Linked DNA regions of Sus scrofa: region 1 is linked to region 2. The links are chromatin contacts, called in public promoter capture Hi-C maps. All regions are on one chromosome and are shown on one strand. The core of a region is the stretch at or near the end of the contact, and the rest is flanking DNA. Distances in the headings are between cores, read along the strand shown.

The links. Promoter capture Hi-C pulls out the DNA fragments that hold promoters and counts their contacts.
Region 1: a promoter capture Hi-C map of liver shows a contact between it and region 2, with 3 times the contacts expected there. The contact joins the promoter of RHBDF1 here to the promoter of NPRL3 in region 2. A contact is called at or near these places in 1 of 5 promoter capture datasets (liver), 19 of 47 Hi-C or Micro-C datasets (alveolar macrophages, blood, embryonic fibroblasts and 10 more) and 1 of 2 datasets of contacts at active chromatin or transcription factors (skeletal muscle).

Annotation. Positions count from the first base shown.
Region 1 is chr3:41,544,905-41,550,849 of Sscrofa11.1, forward strand. RHBDF1 (inactive rhomboid protein 1) reads left to right here and starts at 3,536. Exons shown (of 17, transcript XM_021086953.1): 1 at 3,536-4,116. MPG (DNA-3-methyladenine glycosylase) reads right to left here and starts at 3,435. Exons shown (of 5, transcript XM_013987736.2): 1 at 3,314-3,435; 2 at 766-999. The coding sequence starts at 3,349.
Region 2 is chr3:41,474,120-41,480,418 of Sscrofa11.1, forward strand. NPRL3 (nitrogen permease regulator 3-like protein) reads left to right here and starts at 4,346. Exons shown (of 13, transcript XM_021086960.1): 1 at 4,346-5,179. HBQ1 (hemoglobin subunit theta-1) reads right to left here and starts at 6,033. Exons shown (of 3, transcript XM_003481093.4): 1 at 5,876-6,033; 2 at 5,589-5,793; 3 at 4,163-5,486. The coding sequence starts at 5,970. The coding sequence ends at 5,358.

The DNA.
Region 1 (5,945 bases), core at 2,286-4,785, 70 kb after region 2:
TGGCCTAAGTCACAGGCGGCTCAGATCTGGTGTTGCAGTGGCTGTGGTGTAGGCCAGTGGCTGCAGCTCCGGTTTGACCCCTCGCCTAGGAACCTCCCTATGCTGCGGGTACAGCCCTCAAAAGACAACAAAAGAGAGAAAAAAAAGAACAGAAGAGGGGTGCCTTGGAACCTCCAGGAGACCAGGAAGCCAGGGCTAGCCAGATGGTGCTCCGAGGGATGTGGCCACAGTGCTGCTGCTAGGGCACCTTCACGGTACACATTGCGTGGTGACAGGCTCCACCCCCACAGGCCCCAGGCAATCCTGCTCCCTGCTCCATGCTGGGGAGCTAGCCCTGGCACTGCCAGCTGCTGTGGGGAGGAGGCGGTCTCGACCGTCCTGATGCTGGGCAGCTCCAGTAGGGGCCCTGTGTCAGGGCACAAGGCGGGCAAAAGCAGCCCCTCACAGTCAGACTGTGGTCCCCATGAGACGCCTGCCCTGCGGGCCACCCCAGGCGGGCCAGGGCCAAGCTCCCGTGCCAGGTGGAACAGAGCAGGCAGGCACCTCTAGCAATGAGCATTCTTCCCAGTGGGTCCTGGACCCAGGCCCTCCCCAGGTGACTGAGCTGAGGCTCTGCAGGGACAAGTGCGGCCAGAGTGGCCGACTGCACAAGGACAGGTGGGTCCTGCTCAGGGACGTGAGCCCAGCAGTGCCAGGGCTGGGGCCTATAGACGCCACCCGGTGATGACCGCTTCGGCAGAAGGCACACTGCTACATTTACGTTACCTGTCCCAGAAATGCCCGGGCCAGGGGGACTGCGGGCTGGTCAAAAAACTCGGATCCCAGGCGAGCAGGGTGGCCCTTTAGGCTTGAGAAATAGATGCTGCGCTGGGGGCCTGGGGTCATGGGCGGCGCCATTCGGGGCTCCTTGGAGGAAGATATTTGGGCCCCATCGGGTGGGGCCTGATGCCGCTTTGCCGTCAACAGTCGCTGCTTTTTCTGCCCCATCCTTCGGGAAAGCTGTCGTGGGGAAGGACAAACAATGACCTCCGGAGCTCAAGGACGCAAGTGCCTGGCTGCCCCCTCAGCTGGGAAGGGGCCCTCCCCGACCTTCGCGGCCCTTGCTGGGACCCAGGGGCACTTGGGAAATGACTGCATGTGAAGGCAGGCTGGTGGTGGCAGTGACAAGGTGGCCCCTCTTCTCCATGTGTCACCCACAAGCAGGAGTGACACGGCCCAGTTTGCAAACAGCTGCAGGGACTGAGGAGGAGACAGTGGCACCAAGCCTGGGACGGGAGGGTTGGTACCCTCCGATCGCCACCCACATGTGTTCCCTATGGGAACTTCGGAACCCTGCCCTTTGCACCTGACACCGGCCAGGACTCGTCAAACAGCCGTGACCTCGGTGGGGCTGGGTTCAGGAACAGGCTGTGGGTCTTGAGTCATCCACACCCCTCCCCCGTGTTAGCAGGGCTCCCACTGTGCCAGACCCTCCTAGAACGGCCCAGGACTGACATGCACGTGAGCACCAGGCAGACTGTCTACTTGACCCCAGCCCACGTGCCCAGGGCACGACCCCCAATGACGCCCCAACTGTCCTCTGCCTCATGACCCAGATGTCAGTCTAAGGACAGTGAGGTCCGAGGAACGCCGAGGTCTGCAGACACCAGCACCCCATCTGCTTCCCACCTGCTGCCAAAGGGCCCGGGAACCTGACCACACACCCCAGCCACGCTGGGACCAGCTGCTCTCGGATGACAAGAGCAGGTGAGCACTGGGGCCTGCAAACACCCTCCCCGGGGGCTGAATCCAGCGCATCCCTAGCAGCTGACTGTCCTTTAGGTTTTGTGGCCACACCCACAGCATGTGGAAGTTTCCGGGCCAGGGAGGGCATCTGAGCTGAAGTTGCTGCAATGCAACACAACGCCGGATCCTTTAACCCACTACACCAGGCTGGGATCGAACTGGCGCTGCCACGGGGACAAGCTGGATCATTAACCCACTGCACCACAGTGGGAACTTCAGACCCATTCTTAGTAGTAGGAGTAGCATTTTGTCTTTTTATGGCCGCACCTGCAGTGCATGGAGGTTCCCAGGAGAGGGGTCAAATTGGAGCTGAAGCTGCCGACCTACATCACAGCTCACAGCAATGCCGGATCGTTAACCCGATGAGGGGGGCCGGGGATCAAACTTGCTTCCTCATGGATACTAGTCGGGTTCGTTAACTGCTGAGCCACGACAGGAACACCCTGATTATTTTTAATATAAGTACTGAGAGCCTTTGTTGCCCAGAGCCCGCCAGGCTGCTGAGAACGGAGAATGCCGTGACCATGTTTGCTGCCCAGCCCATCTGCCAACACCCACCATGGGCTCAGACTCCGGGACGTTGTGGCCCCTGTTCCTACCCCAGGTTTGGCCCCAGCCTGTGTCGAGGCACTGGGCTTGCTCTGGATCTCTGCCATGACCCACCCTGGGCGGTGGGGGACTCACAGCGCTGCCCAGGGTCTGAGGTTCAGAGAGGCCTCTGCGCCCCACTGCACACCGAGGATTTGAACCTGCCTCAGAGCAAGCAGTGGGGTGACCCTGCCATTGCGCCAAGAGCAATAGCTGCCCCAGAAAGGGACCTAAGGTCTCTGTGCATGTGTTTCACCTGCAGGAGAACCAACGTCCTGCTGCACAAGATGGTTCTGAGAAGGAGAAGCCAGGTAAGCGCCTGGCCGGGTACAGCCAGCACTCACTGAATGGTACCAAGACTCACCTTCCCACCCGGGATGCCTCTGGGCAGAACCTGGGGTCAAAGGTCTCCTGCCCGGCTGGGCCCAGCCAGTGAAGGGCAGCAAACAGCCGTCTAGGTGGGGGCGTCAGAGGGACCCGCCAGGACTCCATCAAACCTGAGCAAGTGGGGGTTCGTAGAAGCGGACAGCATGCATCCGCCCGAGAAGGGCAGTGAAGTGAGGAGTGGCGAAGTGGCTCCTCGGGTCAGTGCCGCGTCATTTCCGTGGCGGGCGGGCTGAAGCACCTGAGCCTCCGAGTGTCCGGCAATTACACCAGGAAACCGGTGCCAGGCTCTCCTCCCAAATCGCAGGGGCGACCTGGCGCCTGGCCTCGACTTTGCTTCTGGCCAACAGAACAGCGGAGCCGGCGCGACCCCCGCCGGCAGGCGCCCGTCTGGGAACTGCAAACCCCGAGGGGCGGCCGGCGCGCACGTTACTGGTCCCTCGCCGGCCCGGGGCTCACAGCGCGTGGGGGTGCGACCCCGGGGGACAGTCGCGCCCGAACCCTGGCCCTTGGCCGGGCGCCGAGGGAGGAGCGCGTTCCCTGGGCGCGCACTCACCTGGCCCAGCGGCGCGCGGGAACCCGGAGGCCCCATCGCGGCTCTCGGCGCGCAGCCCACCCTGGAGCGGACCCGGAAGCGCCGGGCAGCCGGGGGGTGGAGCCGGCGCCTGCGCGGAGGGGCGGGATCCGGGGCGGGGCCGAGCGGGCTCCCGGCGCCCCGCCTCCCGCCGGGGGGGGCGGGCCCTTGCGGGGCGGGGTGCGGAGGGGAGCCGGCAGCTGGGGTCGAGGCGAGCCCCCCGCCCCGCGCCCCGCGCCCCGCCAGTGACGCGGCCCCGCCCCACTTGCTCCCCCGACGCCCCCAGCCGCAGACCGCTCTCCAGCGCCAGCTGGCCCTCAGACTGAGAGCCCCGGTCCGTCGTGAACCGTAATTGGGCCCTAGAGGGCCCCCGCTGGAGGGGTAATGGTTTGGGGCGGCCCCGACTGTTCGGAGACGCGCGCGTGGAGTGCACGTGGGGAAGTGGCACCCCGGCCCTGGCCCTTGGACCAGCCTTCCTGGACCGCTGCGCGCCTGGGGGGCATTTGGGTGGCGAGGACACGTTGGAGTGGACTAGAGAGACTTTGTCCAGGAAGTGGACATCTGGAAGCATGCCCCTCCGCCCCGGCCTGGTCATCACTTACTGGTTGATTCCAGGACGCCTGTCTCTGCCGTGGGGCCCCCACCACTCCCCTACGAAGGATGCTGAGAGGAGTCAGCATCCTGCTGGAGTGAAGCCAGCCTCCGGAAGAGGCTGAGGCCAGCACCAGGACTGTGGGGACCCGTGAGCACCCCTCTTGCAGGGCAGTGGCAGGAGACAGTATGAGGTATGCCACTGTCCTCTGGGGCAGTACAGGGAACACCCCTCTCCTGAGTGGAAAACCCTTAAGGAGCATGTCCCCATGCTGTCTTTGACTTGTGTCACCTTGGCCCTTTGAGGGGGACCCCTGGGGGCCATAAGGAGCTGCTGGGTAAAGATGGTGTCAGGTGAGATGCTGGATGGGCCACGTGACTGTGACCCCACCAGACTGAGGCCCGCACGTGAGGGTGGCCCCCGGTCTTGGGGCACCGTCTTGGGGCACATCCAGCTGGGAAAACCCTGATCCCCAGAGCTCCTCCCCTCCCCCTCGTCCTCTTCTTCCTCTGACCGGCCCTGGGACCCACTCCAGCCCAGGCCCAGGCCCAGCTGTACTCCCCCTTCCCCCAGGGCCCCAACCAGGACTTCCTGTGGCGGGAGGGGCAGCAGCCTTTCAGCCGCCTGCTGGAAGCCACCCAGCTGTTTGTGGCACTTTGTGCCGCTTCCTTCCGGGGGAGGGCACTGTGTCATAAATACCCCTTGGGAGGCAGCCTGGATGTCATTCCCACCCCTTTCTTTCCTCCTTACCCCCTGCAGCCATTCTGCCCAAACAATGAGTCCCCTTTCCTGCCTTCCTGTGCTCACTCCCCCCGTTCCCCCTCTCCTGCCTGCCCCCCGGAGGGAAACTGAGGCTAATCTGGCCTAGTCCCCCTGGTGGGGGCCGGGCCGGGCCGGCCCGGCCAGGGCGGGGTGGGGGGGATGCTGTTTTGCATTCACTTGCATTTTGATTTCACGATGGGTGCACGCTCCTTGCAGAAATTTCAGGGAGTCCACACATTCCTGATGGGGAGTCTTGTCCCCAACTGGAAATGAGGAAAGAGACTCAGAGGGCAGGCCTGGCCTCCAGGAGGAGGAGGAGGAGGCAGGGCTGGAACCAGCAACCCACTTCTCCAGATGTTCCACCCTGAGTGCAGGGGCTTGCACAACCTCTGTGTGTGTCCCCCTGCCCCACCCCCCCCGCCCTGTTTGTGGTTTGAGGCTCCACCGCAGGCCGGAAGTGGTGGGTTGAGCATTCCCACTGTGGCCTGAGGAGCTGGCTGGGGGTGAGAAGGTGGTGCAGGGCTGGAGGAGGTGCCTGGGGCCTTCTCGGTCCTGCTGCTGGGCTTCGAGAGGCATGTTGGAGGATGGCGATGGAAGATGAAGGCGGGGACCCTCTCGATACTGTGAAAAGTGTCGGTGCTGGCCTGAGCTGCTCTGGGCCCTGGCAGGCCAGGCCACAGCCTGAGGAGGTGCCAGCAGCCCCTGGTGCCTCGAGAGAAAGGACAGAGGCTCCCCCAGCCACAGAGGCCAGCAGCCTGTTGAGTGTTCTCTCCATGTAGGCCGGCTAAGACCGTGGAAGGGGCAGCACCCTATGGTGACTTGTCAGCGGGGCGCCTTCTGGCATCTCCCCGCTTCCTGCCGTCTGCAGCCGACAGGCCCTTGGGGCTCCAGGGCTCCTTGGGCAGAGTGGGCACTGGGAGGGTGTGTGTGGGCTGCGTCTTCTCCTCCTGGGGCTGTGCTACCAGGGCCCTGGGCCCCAAGCCCAGGCACTTAAGGGACCCCTTGCCTTGGCCTGAGACATGGGGAGGGGCAGCTGCCTCAGAAATAGCCAGTGACTTCAGGCTCCTGGCTGGTCTGGCCCACTTTTGCCACTTCCCCAAATAGCCAGGGGCTGGTTCTGGGCCCATCCAGACCCCCACAGCTCAGACTGGCCTGCTGAGCTGAGTCCAGGGTGGCTGGCTGGTGGGGACTCTGCTTCATGGTCAGGACTCCCACCCCCTCAGGTCCTAGAGTGAAGTCCACAGTCACAGGATGGTCCAG
Region 2 (6,299 bases), core at 3,096-5,595:
CCACAGCTCACGGCCACGCTGGATCCTTAACCTGCTGAGCAAGGTCAGGGATTGAACCCGCAACCTCATAGTTCCTAGTCGGATTGTTAACCACTGCGCCACGATGGGAACTCCAGTGATTTTTTTCTTGTGATGAGAGCTTTTTTTTTTTTTTTTTTTTTTTTGTCTTTTTGCCATTTCTTGGGCCGCACTTGCTGCCTATGGAGGTTCCCAGGCTAGGGGTCTAATCAGAGCTGTAGCTGCCAGCCTAGGCCAGAGTCACAGCCACGCAGGATCCGAGCCGTGTCTGCAACCTATGAGCAAGGGCAGGGATCGAACCCGCAACCTCATGGTTCCTAGTGGGATTCATTAATAACCACTGCACCATGACGGGAACGCCATGATGGGAGCTTCTAAGCGCTACTCTTAGCACCTTCCAGTAACAGTGCAGTGTTACTGTGTCTGTAGTGGTGCAGTGATGGGATGAGGTGATACGTTTCAGTGCAGTACTTGTCCTGGACCCCTTTCCGAGCCCCCACCAAAGTCCAGCCTCTCTGCAGAAGAGCGTGCAAACACTGTAGAGACGGGGAAGCCAACCCGGCGTGTGCAGCCGGCTCCAGAGCGCCACGCCGGGAGCCTCCGTCGCCGCAGCGTCCCTGTCCTGCCAGGCCTCTGCTCTCCTGACCTGTGGAAGTCACTACCACAGCCCCACCTGCTTAGGACGAGACGTGTACGTCCCACGATTTCTGAGCGTTGGCGTCTCAGGTGCGCCTCCTCCGAGGCTGTCCCCGGAGGGTCCTCCCCAACTCGCCCAGCCTGGGTGGCTTTGCAGCCTCGCCAAGGGGCCCACAAGGTGGCCCCGGCAGAGCCGGTGAGGGAGGGGCTCTCCTAGCAGGATCCCGTCATTGGTTTGGGGAGTGACATCCTGTTCTCGTCCTGGATTCTGGGTTAAAAGCAAGGCAGCAGCAAGCAGCATGGGCCTAATTTTAAGAGACACGAGGGGAGCGAGGAAGGGGAGAGAGCCGTTGAGACGCTAAGTGCTGGTGAGGGCCCGGAGGACTCCGAGCAGCTGCAGGGGAAAGGCGCCTGGCGGTTTCTCCCCAGCTTAGCCTGTGGGCACAGGACCCACTCCCAGAGGCACACCCGGGAGCGCGGGAGCAGGGACTCAGGCTTGTGTAGGTTCCGGTGGTCCCAGTAGCCAGAAGGTGGGGGTGACCCAGGTCCCCACAACAGACAAGGGGCAGACAGGCCGGGTTGTCTGTCCCTGCAGCTGTTTCCAGCCTCAGGAGGACAGCGTGAGTCTCGAGTAACGAGTAACAAGCCGAACTGAGCACACGCTCGGGGTCAGGGTTATAGTTGCATGAAATCCCCGGGGCCACAGGTCCACATGGACAGGCGGGAGGGTCAGTGGTTTCCAGGGGCCGGGGGAGGAGGCAGGGAGGGTGACGGGCCCTCCTCTGGAGGCTGAGCAGGTTCTGGAACTAGACAGGTGATGGTTGCACAGCATTGTGAGTGTAACGTTGAAGTGGTTGGCGGTGTTGTGTGGGTGCCCAGACTGAAGATAAAAGGCCACGTCGGGCTCCCAGGCAGGGGCCCACAGGGAGAACACCAGGCAGAGGAACTGCCAGGCAGAGGAACTGCTTCACAGTGTCCCCACCACTGTTCGGGACACTTTCTTTTTTTCTTTGTAGGGCCCCATGGAGACACATGGAGGGTCCCAGTCTAGGGGTCAAATTGGAGCTGCAGCTGCCAGCCTCCACCACAGCCACAGCAACACAGGATCCTTAACGCACTGAGCAAGGTCGGAATCGAACCCGCAACCTCGTGGTTGCTAGTCGGATTCGTTTCCACGGCGCCACAGTGGGAACTCCTCATACACTCGGTTCCTCTCCTTCTTTCTGTTTCTCCCCCGGAACCTCCCACACACGTGCTCAGTGTGTGGTGCTTGGTTGAATGTGGCCCCATAGATAAAGAGCTCCTGATCCCTGGAGCTGGTGGACGTCCCATTGTGCGGCACCAGAATGTTGAAGGTGCGATTCGGGAAGATGCGGAGAGGGGGGTGATGAGTCTCGATTATCCAGATGTGCCTCGTGCAATCACGAGGATCCTTATGAGTAAGAGGCAGAGGAGCTGTGACCGTCACAGCTGGGGGAAGGGCCCAAGCCAAGTGATGCAGTCGTAGAGGCTGCAGAGTGAGCAGGAGTTTCCCCAGCGCCTCTGAGGGAGCAGGGTCCTGCTCACACCTTGATTTGTGGCCTCTGGAAACTGATTTGGGACTTCTGCCCTCGAGAACTGTTAACGGGATAAACTTGTGTTGTCTTCAGTCAGTAAGTTTTTATTTAGACCAGCAATAGGAAGCCAAGTCCAAAGTCATTGAAAACCGTTTGCCTGACAGGTGAGACGCACTGCAGAGCTACTGAGTGCAACGAGGTCCCCCCCACCCCTGCTTTTATTTGGCCATGCCTGCTGCACGTGAAAGCCCCTGGGCTAGGGATCTAACCCGAGCCACTGCAGTGATCCTTAACCCACTGTGCCACAAGGGAACTCCCAGAGCCCCCTTTGACGTAGTTATTACTGGCTGGTGTTTTGTCTGTATAAGGTTTTCTGTTTGTTTTCTTAACTCTGTAGGCACTGCCACTGTATATTCAATCAGTGTGTTTGTAATTTATTCCTTCTTACTTCTCAGACTTCTCATTAGGATCACCTTCCATCTGCCTGAAATACAGCTCTGCTAACTTCACTAACTCTCTGTATGACTGTGTTTTATCTGTTAAACTTGTCCATTGCCATTTTGTTTCCTTAATTTTTACTTATTTATTTGCTTTTTAGGGCTGCACCTGCAGTATATGGAAGCTCTAGGCTAGGGGTCTAATTGGAGCTGCAGCTGCCAGCCACAGCCATGGCCACGAAGGATCTGAGTGGCCTACACCACAGCTGGATCTGTTATTAACCCACCGAGCCAGGGATTGAACCTGCATCCTCATGGATTTTAGTCGGTTTTGTAACCCTCTGAGCCATAACGGGAACTCCCTGCAATTTTATTTTTGACAATTATAATTTCATTTCTAAAAGTTCTTTTTTACATGTGCTGTGTGACTTTTTATATTTTATGGCTGCCTGCAGATATTCCAAATCATGTCTTTGAATTGTTTTTATTTTTTTATTTTTATTTTTTGCAGGCACCGCAGCAAACAGAAGTTCCTCAGTCCAGGGATGGAACCTACACCAACAGCAGTGACAGTGCTGATCCTTAACCCACTGAGCCACCAGGAAACCCCTTGTCTTTATTTTTTTTATTTTTTTGCATTTTAGGGCCACACCTGTGCATACAGAGGTTCCCATGCTAGGGGGCCAATCAGAGCTACAGCTACTGGCCTACACAACAGCCTCAGCACTATGGGATCCAAGTTGCGTCTGCGACCTACACCACAGCTTATGGCGATGCTGGATCCTTAACCCACTGAGCGAGGCCAGGGATTGAACCCACAACCTCATGGTTCCTAGTTGATTCATTACTGCTGGGCCACGATGGGAACTCCTGTCTTTTTTTTAAACAAGCCAACTTGTAATTCAGTCTGAGGTCTTGAGTGCCTAACACTTTGCGGGTCCCTCTGCTGGCTTCCGTTCACGGTGCCTTGTTGCCCTGTGTGCCTGGTGAGTGTGTAGTTTGTAATGACAGACCTCTTTCTAGGGAGGGTTTCTTTGCTTCTTGAAGGTCCCTGGGGTCTGTGAGGGAGTCCAGGGTCATTTTCACACACGGTCTGCAGCCTGGGAGGTTTTGTCAGGAGGACCCCTCTGGTGACAGGATTACAAAGCCACACATGTCACATGTGATTTCAATTTATCAGGGAATTACCTTCCCTTTTCTGCTGAACATTAAGATTTTGGGGGGAAGTTCCCTTGGGGCACAGGGATTTAAGGATCTGGCTTTTTCACTGTAGTGGCTCGGGTTCGATCCCCAGCCCAGGAACTTCCACATGCTGTGGGTGTGGCCAAAATTTTTGTTTGTTTTTGCTTTTTGGGTTTTTTGTTTTCTGCGTCCCTGTGTCTGAGGAAAGGAGAGAATTGTCCAGGGGGTACCTTTTTAGGGCTCCAGGTTTATGGGGAAGAGTCACCTTTGGTCACTTCACTTTACACTAGCCCTTTTATTTATTTATTTTTATTATTATTATTTTTTCTTTTCTAGGGCTGCACCCGCGGCATATGGAGGTTCCCAGGCTAGGGGTGGAATTGAAGCTGTAGCTGCTGGCCTCCACCACAGCCACAGCCACATCAGATCTGAATGGCGTCTGCGACCTACACCACAGCGCCTGGCAATGTCAGATCCTTAACCCACTGAGTGAGGCCAGGGATCGAACCCGCAACCTCGTGGTTCCTAGTCAGATTCGTTTTCTGCTGTGCCACGACGGGAACTCCTGGTGGTTCTGTTTTATCATTAGTTATTGCTGTTCTTCTCTTGCCATCCTAATTTATACATTAAATTTACCATAGGTGTGTATGTATAGCAAAAAACTATATTGGGGGTTTGGTGCTTTCTGGGGCATCCACCGGGGTCTTGGGACATACCCCCAGGGGTGGTGGGGGTCAGCTGTTGCACCTGCGCCCCCTGAGGGCACCCCCACGCCCTGCATCTGTTTCCCCACTGTTGGGCAGGGAGGAAGAGGCTGGGCCAGACTCGCTAGATACACAGGCAGGTGCAGCGAGTGGAATCGTTTTCAGAGGTTTCTGCGATGGCCATGATTGATTTTTTTTGAGGAGCTCTGAGGTCTGACTCCTGAGAAGAATGTGGCACGTGGGCGGGAGGGGCTCTGGGCTGACTCCCTCATCCACCTTGTGGGCCGCATGGCTTTGTGCTGGAGCAGGAGCCGCCTCCTTTCAGCAGATCCAATCTGGCAGAGCGGCCTTTCCCCAAGTCCGCAGCAGTGTTGACGTGGCGGGTGCAGGGTCCAGAGGCGCTGTGTGGGGTCGTGCGTGTTGCCGCCCTGGGCAGTTCCGGTCCTCGCCGGCGGGGGCGCTGGTCCCCGCTTCTCGCCCAGCCTGTGAGCTGGACCCGCGCTCGGGTCTGGGTGGACCTGAGGCGTGCACGCCGCGCCCGCGAGAGGTCCAGCCGCGGGCAAGCCCTTGACCCCTACCCGCCACCCCTTCCCGAGCGACCGGAGCCCCGGGTCTGCGCCTCCGCGTGGCCCTGGCGAGGGGCCCGGTGAGTCGGGGTTTACCGCGGGGAACTGGGCGGCGGCGAGGGGTGTGAGCGGGCCGGGGGTGGGGGCGTCCGCGCCGGGAGCTGACAACGGGGGGTGGAGAGAACATGCGCACACCTGAGGCTTTGACCACAGACTTTACTCCAACCCTGGAGCCCCCGCACGCCCCCCCGCCCCGATTTAGCGACAGTGGGGGGCCAGCGCTGAGGTCACGTGGCTCAGAAACTTGTCCAGCGAGGCCTGCAGGCCGGGGCTGAAGTCTCCGGGGTAGTGCCGGGCGAGGGTCACCAGCAGGCAGTGGCCCAGCAGCTGCGGAGAGGGAGGCGTTCCCGCGCGGGTGCGGCGCCCCTTACCCGACGGCGGCCCTTCCGCCCACCCCCCGACCGGCCTCGGGCCCGGCCGCGCGCTCACCTTGAAGTTGACGGGGTCCACGCGCAGTCGCTGCGTGTGCAGCTCCCGCAGAGCCGACAGGGCGCGGGGCAGGTCGTCCAGGCGGTCCACGGCGACAGTCAGCGCGTCGGCCACCTTCCGGCCGTGCGCCTTGACCTGGGCGGAGCCGGGGTTCAAGTCCAGGTGGAGGAAGTAGATTTTGGTGGAAGGGAAGGCCGCGAAGGTCCTGCGGAGGCAGCGGCGGGTGAGGCGCAGCCTGGGGCCGGGGGCCGAAGGCAGCTGTGCCGGGAGGCGGGGGCCGTGCGCACCTCTCCAGGGCCTCGGTCGTGTAGACGCCGACGTTGCCATCCAGCTTCTTCCACAGGGCGCGCACCGCAGCCCGGTCGGCCGCCGCCAGCACCATGGTGGAGCCCGCGCGACGCGCGCTCGGCCCGCCGGTGGAGCCGCAGCTGCGCCTGCGCCAATCGGCGGGCGGTCTCCGCGGCCTCCGGGGGGCGTCGCGCGGGGCTTCGCAGAATCGGGCTCGGCTCGACTCGGAGGGGCTCGGGAGCGCGCCGTCGGGTGTCCGCTGGGACCTGAGGCCTTCCTTCCCCGAGGCCCCGATCTTTGAAGTGTTTCCTGTATGGAAGCTAATGTTTAGTACGCATCATTGTTCATTGGCAGCTCTGAGTTCTAGCACGGGTTTTGTCTTTGAACGTCTGCCTCCCCTGCCCGTCTGCTGTGACCCCTTTC